Linked DNA regions of Mus musculus: region 1 is linked to region 2. A link is a contact called in public promoter capture Hi-C data. All regions are on one chromosome and are shown on one strand. The core of a region is the stretch at or near the end of the contact, and the rest is flanking DNA. Distances in the headings are between cores, read along the strand shown.

Region 1 (4,373 bases), core at 1,809-4,308, 970 kb after region 2:
GTCTTTACTTCCTGCTATGGCTTTGGCTAGCAAAATGATAGTTGCTATTTGCTGAGCTAGAAAACACCCATTTTGTTAAAAACAATACAACAACAAAAACCTGAAGGTTAAAAATTGCCCGGGTCTTCAGGTTTGGGTTTAGTGGTCAGCTCTTCTGAAAATGCTCACCTATTCATTACCGCAGTGAGTTGTTGCTGGGGCCAAAGAGAGGCATAGTGCTAAGCTCCACGGCAAACTAAAAACAAATGTTTAGAAGGAGCCTACCTTTCACACACTTGCAGTCTTGGAGGAAAACAAACCTTATACACACAATGTCACCCGTGTCATGGTCAGGGCTGTGAGGAGTTCTGAGGAAGAATCTACGTTATCTGTAAATGGAACGACCCAGTTTTCTCTTAGCAAGGCAGAAAGAGAGCCACAGTCAGCAGATCCAGACCCACCACCCACATAATTGACACTCCTTGCTTCTCTGCAGCAGAAAATAATGTTGGCATATTGGAATATCAGAACCTGACTTGTGGAAAATTTAACAGCAAAGAGTCTTGACAAGTGTGCACCCTCCCATTGCTCCTCTATCAAGTATGGAGTCATTGAGAGATCAGCCTCATTGATGCACGTGTGTGTGTGTGTGTGTGTGTGTGTACAAACACATGTATGTTCATGTGGGAGAGTGCACACCCATGAGTATATAGGCCTGAGGACAACTTCAAATGCTATTACTCAAATGCTGTCCACTTTCTTTTGAGGCAGACTCTCTGGCCTGGAGCCTACTGGTTATGCTAGACCAGATAGCCAGCAATCCCCTGGGACTCACTTGTCCCCTCTTCGTCCTCAGGCAAGGATTCCAAGTGTGGATCACACCTGGCTTTTTAATGTAAGTTCTGGGCATCCAATCCAGTTCCTTTGGCTTGCATAGCAAACATTTTACCAACAGAGCCATCTCACCAGCCCAGACCTCTTGATTATTGTTAGTTTTTCTCTTGTTCTGCTAGGCATTAAGCCTCCTGCATGTCAGGTAAGTGCTCTATCAATGAGCTACATCTCTAATCCATTCCTGTGTATAGAACTTAAACCCTGCATCTAGTGCTCTAAAAAGCATTTCAGATGAATTTTTCTCATCTAACCCTTAATGCTAACAGGTAAGCCTTATAAATAACCAAGCTTTAGAAGACTGCTCATGATCACAAAGGTAGTGTGTGATGGCTGGGGATCAAAGCTTCACTCTTCAACCAGTGAGCTAATAATATCAGCCTTCATCACCGTCCCAGACACATACGTTCTAGAATGCTCTTTAAGTCATACCTGTGACAATGCAAGTGCTGTGACTAGCATCATCAGTGCAGCAGAAAGGGGAATACAGAGTCCTCAGGCCTGAGAGCCTGGTCCTATCACAGTCCCTGCATCTCCTGGACCTGCCTGATGTTTCCTTTCATCCTGTTCTCTGGGCATCCAGGTCTACACTCACATCACTCACACGTCGTTTCCAGACCAAGAGATTCTACCTGCATCCTGAACTCCTGGGATTCTTCTGACGATTATTGATTATAATGTACAGATTCTCTAATGGGATGACCAAGCAATATTCAATTTTGGGATCTACGTGGAATTTCCAAACTAATTCACACATAAGACTTTTCTAACCTCTGCATTCCTACTCTGTGAGTGCACACATTGTGATCAATCATATCTGCCCCTCTCCGCTCACCTCCTCTCTCCAGGCATAGCCCTCTCACTTACTTCTAGCATCTACAAAATCTCTGGTCTCTCATGTATCAAGAATACTTAGCATGAGGTCTTCCCTCCTAACTTTTAAGAGTGAGAAATACAGCAGCATTGGCTATAGGCACCTTGTTCCACAGAACATCTCTGGAACTTATTCTTCTCAACCCAAATTTCTGACCTGTGGCTGACTAACCCCCACTCCCTTCCTCCCTCCCTAGCACGCAGTAACCAATAGTCTAGCCTTTGGCTTTATGGATTTGACTATTTTAAATACATGAAAGCATCTATTTTTCTGAGTCTTCTATTGCACTTAGCACCTGTTCCTCAGACTCCCCACCCCCACCCGCCAGGCTTCTGTGTCACCGTAGTTCCTCCCTCTCTGAGGCTGTATAGCGTGGATCTCTCCATGGTCACCACATCCACCTATTCAGCCTCTGTTTAGGCAGCCTGTTTCCCTAATTGCTCCTGCTGCCACAAGCAGGAGAGTGTAGTTTGTTTTGTTTTTGTTTTTGTTTTTGCGTTTTGTTTTGTTTTGTTGTTCCTGATTTTCACTTCTTTGAACTTGTTTTCCCACCGTCCTGGCTGACCCTGGGGTCATCTGGGGAGCTTTCTATAAAAGACTGGGGCATCCCCACCTCCAGAATCTCGCTAGGCCGATCTAGTGGGACCCAGACACTAATGAACGCTGGGCTCCTCAGGACACTTGAGGAACAGTCAGCTTCATAGGTCTTAGCCCCTCCACCCCCACACACTTGGGACTGGAGAGCTGGCTCACTGGTTACCAGCACAAGCCGCTTTTCCAGAGGACTTCAGTTTGTTTCCCACCACCTATGTCAGGCAGCTCACAACTGCTTAGAACTCCATCTCCAAGGGATCTGAGGTCCTCTCCAGGCCTCCTTGGTCACCCACATGCAGACATCCCCTTACCTTAGAAGTAAAAATAAACCTCAGAGAAAATAGCCTTGTCTCCAGTTTTGTCTTGCTCACATCTTCATCTCCACTTTCCTTCTGGGAAGTTTTGTCCAGCCCCTTTATTAATCTGCCAAGCCCAGTTAAGATCCCAGAGGACCTCAAATCCTCTACAAATCTAGATCCACTGCTGCTGGGCTTCCTTCAGACTCATCAGGGTTTCACCTGATGCAGAGTCCCTCCCCTCTCTTAATAGCTCATCCTGTCCCAACCCCCCATCCCCCGCCCATGCTGCTGTGGTTTGAAAGTGAACAGCTGGCCACACAGCATTCTCAGTAAGAAGCAGAGCGATGAATACTGACATTCCGTTCTCTTTCCCCTTCCTCTTCGGGCCTCATAGCCTTGCAGCTATGAGATGGTACCACCCACATTCAGGGTGGTCTGGAAACAGGACACACCCAAAGATGTGACTCTGGTAACTCTAAACCAACAAGAAGACAGCAAAGGTTAACCATCAGAGCCACCACACCCAGCTGCATGCAGGACACAGCTCTCGGCTTCCTTCAGGTGCACTGAACTGAACTCACCTGAAGCCCCCACCTGAAGGCCCCACCTGAGGCCCCCACCTGCTGCTCCCACCTGAAGCCCCCACCTGAAGGCCCCACCTGAGGCCCCCACCTGCTGCTCCCACCTGAGGCCCACACCTGCTGCTCCCACCTGGCCCCTCCAGTTTCCCTGCAGTTTGTTCCACTCAAGCAGGGGCCACGTGCTACCTATAGTTGCCTGAGACCAAATGCTTTGTGTTTCTGGCTGCTAGGTGGGAAAACAGTAGACCTCATTCTGCTTGCTGAATAATTCCATTATCCCTCTCTATTACACTATTAATTCTTCATTTTATCTGTCATTAGGTTTTCAGTAAATAAATAAATGAAGCCAGCACAACTGCTTATATCCATAAGTAATCAAAATGTATTTAGTGCCTTAGTAAGTAGCTTGTTTTTCTAATTTTCCTTTAATTAGCAGAGAAAGAATTAAAATCAATTCCTTATCCAGCAGATAAAAAATTAAACTCAGCTTTTTCCCTCATACATATCCAAATTTGAACGTACACAAGAAACACAAATTCATAATCATCCTGTAATATAATATGTATCCAATATTAAACACATTGCTATGACATTTATCTTCTCTCCCTGATCACAGCTTAATAAAATTATAATTATGACCTTTCAAAGCATCCTCGCCTGATCCCCACTGATGCAGCCTCCGTAGCTTCATATCTTGGCTCTTCCTAGGGGCAGCTACATCTCCCTGACAGGTCTTCTGGTCTGGATGAGGTCTGTTGTTGCTCAGCCTCGTAGTGCAGAGGCCAGAGCAGTGCTAAACTCAGTAAGGGCTCAAAATCCGGTCACTTGTCCCATCCCTTCCCAAGAAGTTACTTGCAACTGATACTTGCTGGGGAAGGGAAAATCAGCTTTCCCCAACAGAGTGTCCCTGGATATATCAACCATACTACAGAGTAGGTAGGCCCCATGTCCCAGGCCATCACAAAAGGACTGTGTGTGTGTGTGTGTGTGTGTGTGTATGTGTGTGTATGTGTGTGTGTGTGTTAGGTATATGTGTGTGTGTATGTGTGTGTGTATGTGTGTGTGTATGTGTGTGTGTTGGGTATGTGTGTGTTGTATGTGTGTATGTGTGTGTGTTGGGTGTGTGTGTGTGTTGGGTGTGTGTGTGTGTATGTG
Region 2 (3,995 bases), core at 753-3,252:
GTGTTGAAATAATTTGTTTCTTGTGCTTCATTGGAGGCAGAGGCTGTTCTAATGGGATACTAGCATCTTACCAACAGGCAGTGGAAGAGAACTGCCAAAGGAGCAGAGCATCTCTAATGGGAGGTCCAGAAACCTTGGCAATAAAAAATTTTCACTTCCCCAGGAAGCATGCTGGGCTTCCCAGAAGGAGCCATTGACAATGGGCCTTTAGCCAATGATGGCTGTGACTTAGGGAGGTAAAGTCTGGAGCTGAGTCAGCTCCTGGGATACCCAGCTGGAGGAGATAACAAGGCCAGAACTGAGCTGGTTGACAAAATTCCTCAAGGTTTCAGCAATTATAATGAAACTAACTTAGCAACCAATCAAAATTGTACTAATGTCACTGTTTTGCCCCTACCAATCATATTGGAGATTACCTAATCTTTCTGGAAAATTCCCTTAGACCTGCATAAAAGGGGTCTGCAAACCATTTTGACGAACGGTTGGCCCCTGCATGCTGGTAATTTCCGCAGAATAAACCTTCTGCCTTTGCATTACTATTTGAGTCTGGGGTTTTCCTTCAGTGATTATTGGATTTATAGACACATAACTCCTGGTTATGCAGGACTCCAGCCTGATTCTCCAGCCTTCACTTCCTAACCCCCAAATCTGTAAGCTCTTTCTTGCCCGATGTAAGCAAACTTTCTCAAGTTAGAGCAGCTTCTTCAGTCTCTCTGTATAATATTGATCTCTAGCACAGTAAACCCACTCAGGGTAGACATTATACCTTTTATTTCTCTTGCGAGCAGCTCCTCTGGTAAGCTCATCAAAAGAATAATGCACACTTTGTTGAAATGCGTTAAAGTTCTAACATTCTGGGTGCTGGAGAGGTGGCTCAGTGGTTAAGAGCACTGGATGGTCTTTCAGATGGACCAGAGTTCAGTCCCAGCACCCACATCATTAATCATCAGGGTCTATATATAATTCTTGTTTCAGGGATCAACACCCTCTTCTGGCCTCCCGAGACACATAAAATTTGGTGTTTTTTTCTACTCATATTACCATGCTCTTTATTTTTGCAAGGCTGTTGTCTGCATATAACTTTTGAATTTGTGTTTTTCATATAATGTTAGAACAGAAGAGTTTTCCAAGGTAGTTAGCGGGAGTCTCTCTCTCTCTCTCCTTCTCCCTTTCTGTCCCTCTCCCCCCTGTCTTCCCCCTCCCTCCCCCTTCTCTCTCCAATCCCCTTCCCCTCTTTTTGTTTTGTTTTGTTTTTTTGTTTTTTTTGAGACAGGATTTCTCTGTGTAGTCCATGCTGTCCTGGAACTCGCAACAGGCTGACCTCAAACTCTGAGAGCTTCAGCTGCTTCTGCCACCTCCCCTGGCTGATCTTTCTTTCAGCACATTTCTTTCAGCATCTCTGATATGCAACCTGTATCCTCTACATTAATTTTCTTCAGCTTGTCTTGGCATTATCATTTATTTACACCGCAGTCATTCTGTTTGCACACGTTCCTTTAGTGTGTTTCCAAGGAATTGGATGGTGCCATCTAACCGCCTGCAAGATCTCTCCCTCTCTCTTCCATTTTTGAGACAGAACCTCACTACTGAGGCTAGGATGTCTCCAACACTTAAAATTTCATTTATTTAATTAGTATACGTGTGTGTGCATGCACTCGTGGGGAGATCTGGGGACAATGTCAGGAATAGGTTTTCTCCTGCTATTGTATGGGTCCTGGGAATAGAATTAAAGTTAAGTTTTGTGCCAAACACCTTTACCCCCTTGTGGCATCTTGGCTTCACACTCTCAGCCCTGCTGGGGATTACAGGTGAGAGCCATCCCTCCTGGACTGTTTCACTTTTCATTTCAAGTTGTCATGTCCTGACTCTTAGGGGTTTGAACTCCTTCCGCAGGATGCGTTCACTGCTTTTCCTGATAGTCAAGCGTCAGGCTGGTCCACGTGGTTCCCAGTTTGCTCCCGGCCCGCCCGCCGCGGATTACATTTCCCAGGCAACCCCGCGCGGGAGGCGTGGCTGCGGGATAAAAGCAGCGGCGACGCCGAGTTCGGATTTATAGCTGGACACGATGGCCGCATGGGCTGAGCGGCTGACGGGCGTGCGGGGAGTGCTGCTTGACATCTCCGGGGTGCTATGTGATAGCAGCGCAAGCGGTGCAACCGCTATCGCAGGCTCTGTGGAGGCAGTGGCGAGGTTAGTGAGCTCAATGCAGGGGGTTCCCGGCTGTGTCAACTACCGGGGGCGGGGCGTTCGCGCTAGCTCCGCCTTCTCGAGTGCTAGCTCCACCCCTCAGGCTGGCTAGGAACCTTGTCGGGGGAAGGTTGGGTTGGTCCTAGGCATTTATGGGTTGAAGCTGTGTTTTGGAAGCAGTTGGTTAACTTGCAAGTAAAATACAGATTCAAAAAGTGTAGACTATCTCATTAATATTGCAACCTGTTAGGCCGGGGAGATGGCTCCATGGGTAAAGACACTCATTGCCAGTTGTGTGTGACACCTGAGTTCAATTCTTGGGACCCACATGGTAGAATAAGAACGGTGGCTACCGTAAGTTGCCTCTCTCTGCCCTCCATGCATGTCCTCCATCTTAAAAGTAAATAAATGGAAAAGTTACTTTAAAATATTTCTTGATGTTGCTTACACGTTTAAGTGACTATTTTTAATATACTAGGCTAAGTAAACTATTCAAATGATCCACCTGTTTCTCTTAGAAAACTTTAAATCATATACATGGCTAGCCATCTAATTCTCTTGTATTGGTTTTGATTTGAGGAGGACAAGGGGTCTGGCTCATTACACCTTGCCAATGCAGAATGCTGTCAGAGACCACAATTGGCATTAAACCTGGGCTATTTGTCTTTGGTCCGCAGATAGCTTTGTGTAATGTGGATGAGCAGTTGGAGGCTGCTCATTGTTTAGCATTATTCTCTCAATATCACTCTCTGGGGTACCCTGACCTAACTAGCACTATTTACTTATTTGCAGTTAAGTAAGTCCTTTGATCCCGAGAGGCCCTCCCCTACTTATCTGTTTGTGTGTGTGTGTGTGTGCGTGTGTGTGCGTGCGCGCGCGCGTATGGTTGTGGAGAGAGAGAACACTTGAGCAAGAGGGGTGGCACTGATGGTGTAACAAGGACACAGACTATGTTTTGTAGCACAGTGAAAGGGACTGGTATGGGACAGCTAGTCCTAGGAAACACCTAGACCTTCTGGGTGGGTGAAAGTCCAGTTTACATGTCTTTCTGGCTTCTACATTGTCTCCACTAACTCCAGAACTTAAGGCTGGCTTTGTTTCACTGAGCCTTGGATATGAGCAGTTAATTCTGTGGAGGCCCCTCTTAGAGTGTAGCGGGACAGACACTGGACGATGTAAGCAGCCAGGACGTTATGAGGATCTCATTGGAAGGAAGGTAGACCATAGTTTGTGCTCAAATGAATAAACTGAGTCACTCACCATAGATGAGTATACGTGAAGATAGTGCCAAAGCATATAAGCCCCGGGATAGTGCCACCTGTAGGAAGTGACTTCCCACTTTAATTAACAGCTGAAGAGAGTCCACCCACAGACAGGCCCAGATGCTTGTCTTCTGGATGATGCTAGCTCTCATCGAGCTGCCAATTGAGATTACCGGTGTCATACATGTGTATCTACACACACGCACACACACACACACACACACACACATATGAACATGGATACATGTACAAATATGTATAATGAAAATGAGGTTTCTTTTGGCATCTTGCCAAGAAAGCTTTCACATCTATGGCCCAGAATATATAAATCAAAAAAGTCAGCCATTGAGTGAGAATGTGGACAGAAGACAGAAGACTCACCAGGAAAGAGACACTGGTGACCCCCTCAGCGCAGGAAAGATGCTCCACCCGTTGCATTAGAAATGCAAATTCAAACTATACCAATAGGTTCTTTTTTTTTTTTTTTTTTTTTTTGATAAAACTGGGAACAAGTTCACTTTTTTTCTTTCTTTTTTTTTTTTTTTT

The links. Promoter capture Hi-C pulls out the DNA fragments that hold promoters and counts their contacts.
Region 1: a contact with region 2 is called in a promoter capture Hi-C map of embryonic stem cells, with 3 times the contacts expected there. The contact joins the enhancer-like site here to the promoter of Lhpp in region 2. A contact is called at or near these places in 6 of 39 promoter capture datasets (the 3T3-L1 cell line, embryonic stem cells, liver and 1 more).

Annotation. Positions count from the first base shown.
Region 1 is chr7:133,574,058-133,578,430 of GRCm38.p6, forward strand. No RefSeq gene overlaps it. Among named protein-coding and RNA genes, the nearest start is that of Tex36, 26 kb to the right of the region's middle. Within about 2 kb of position 3,059, at least 5 of the 459 cell types and tissues checked have an H3K27ac peak or open chromatin away from gene starts, as enhancers often do. A contact at or near this core is called in embryonic stem cells, where this site is marked.
Region 2 is chr7:132,608,641-132,612,635 of GRCm38.p6, forward strand. Lhpp (phospholysine phosphohistidine inorganic pyrophosphate phosphatase) reads left to right here and starts at 2,003. Exons shown (of 7, transcript NM_029609.1): 1 at 2,003-2,190. The coding sequence starts at 2,066.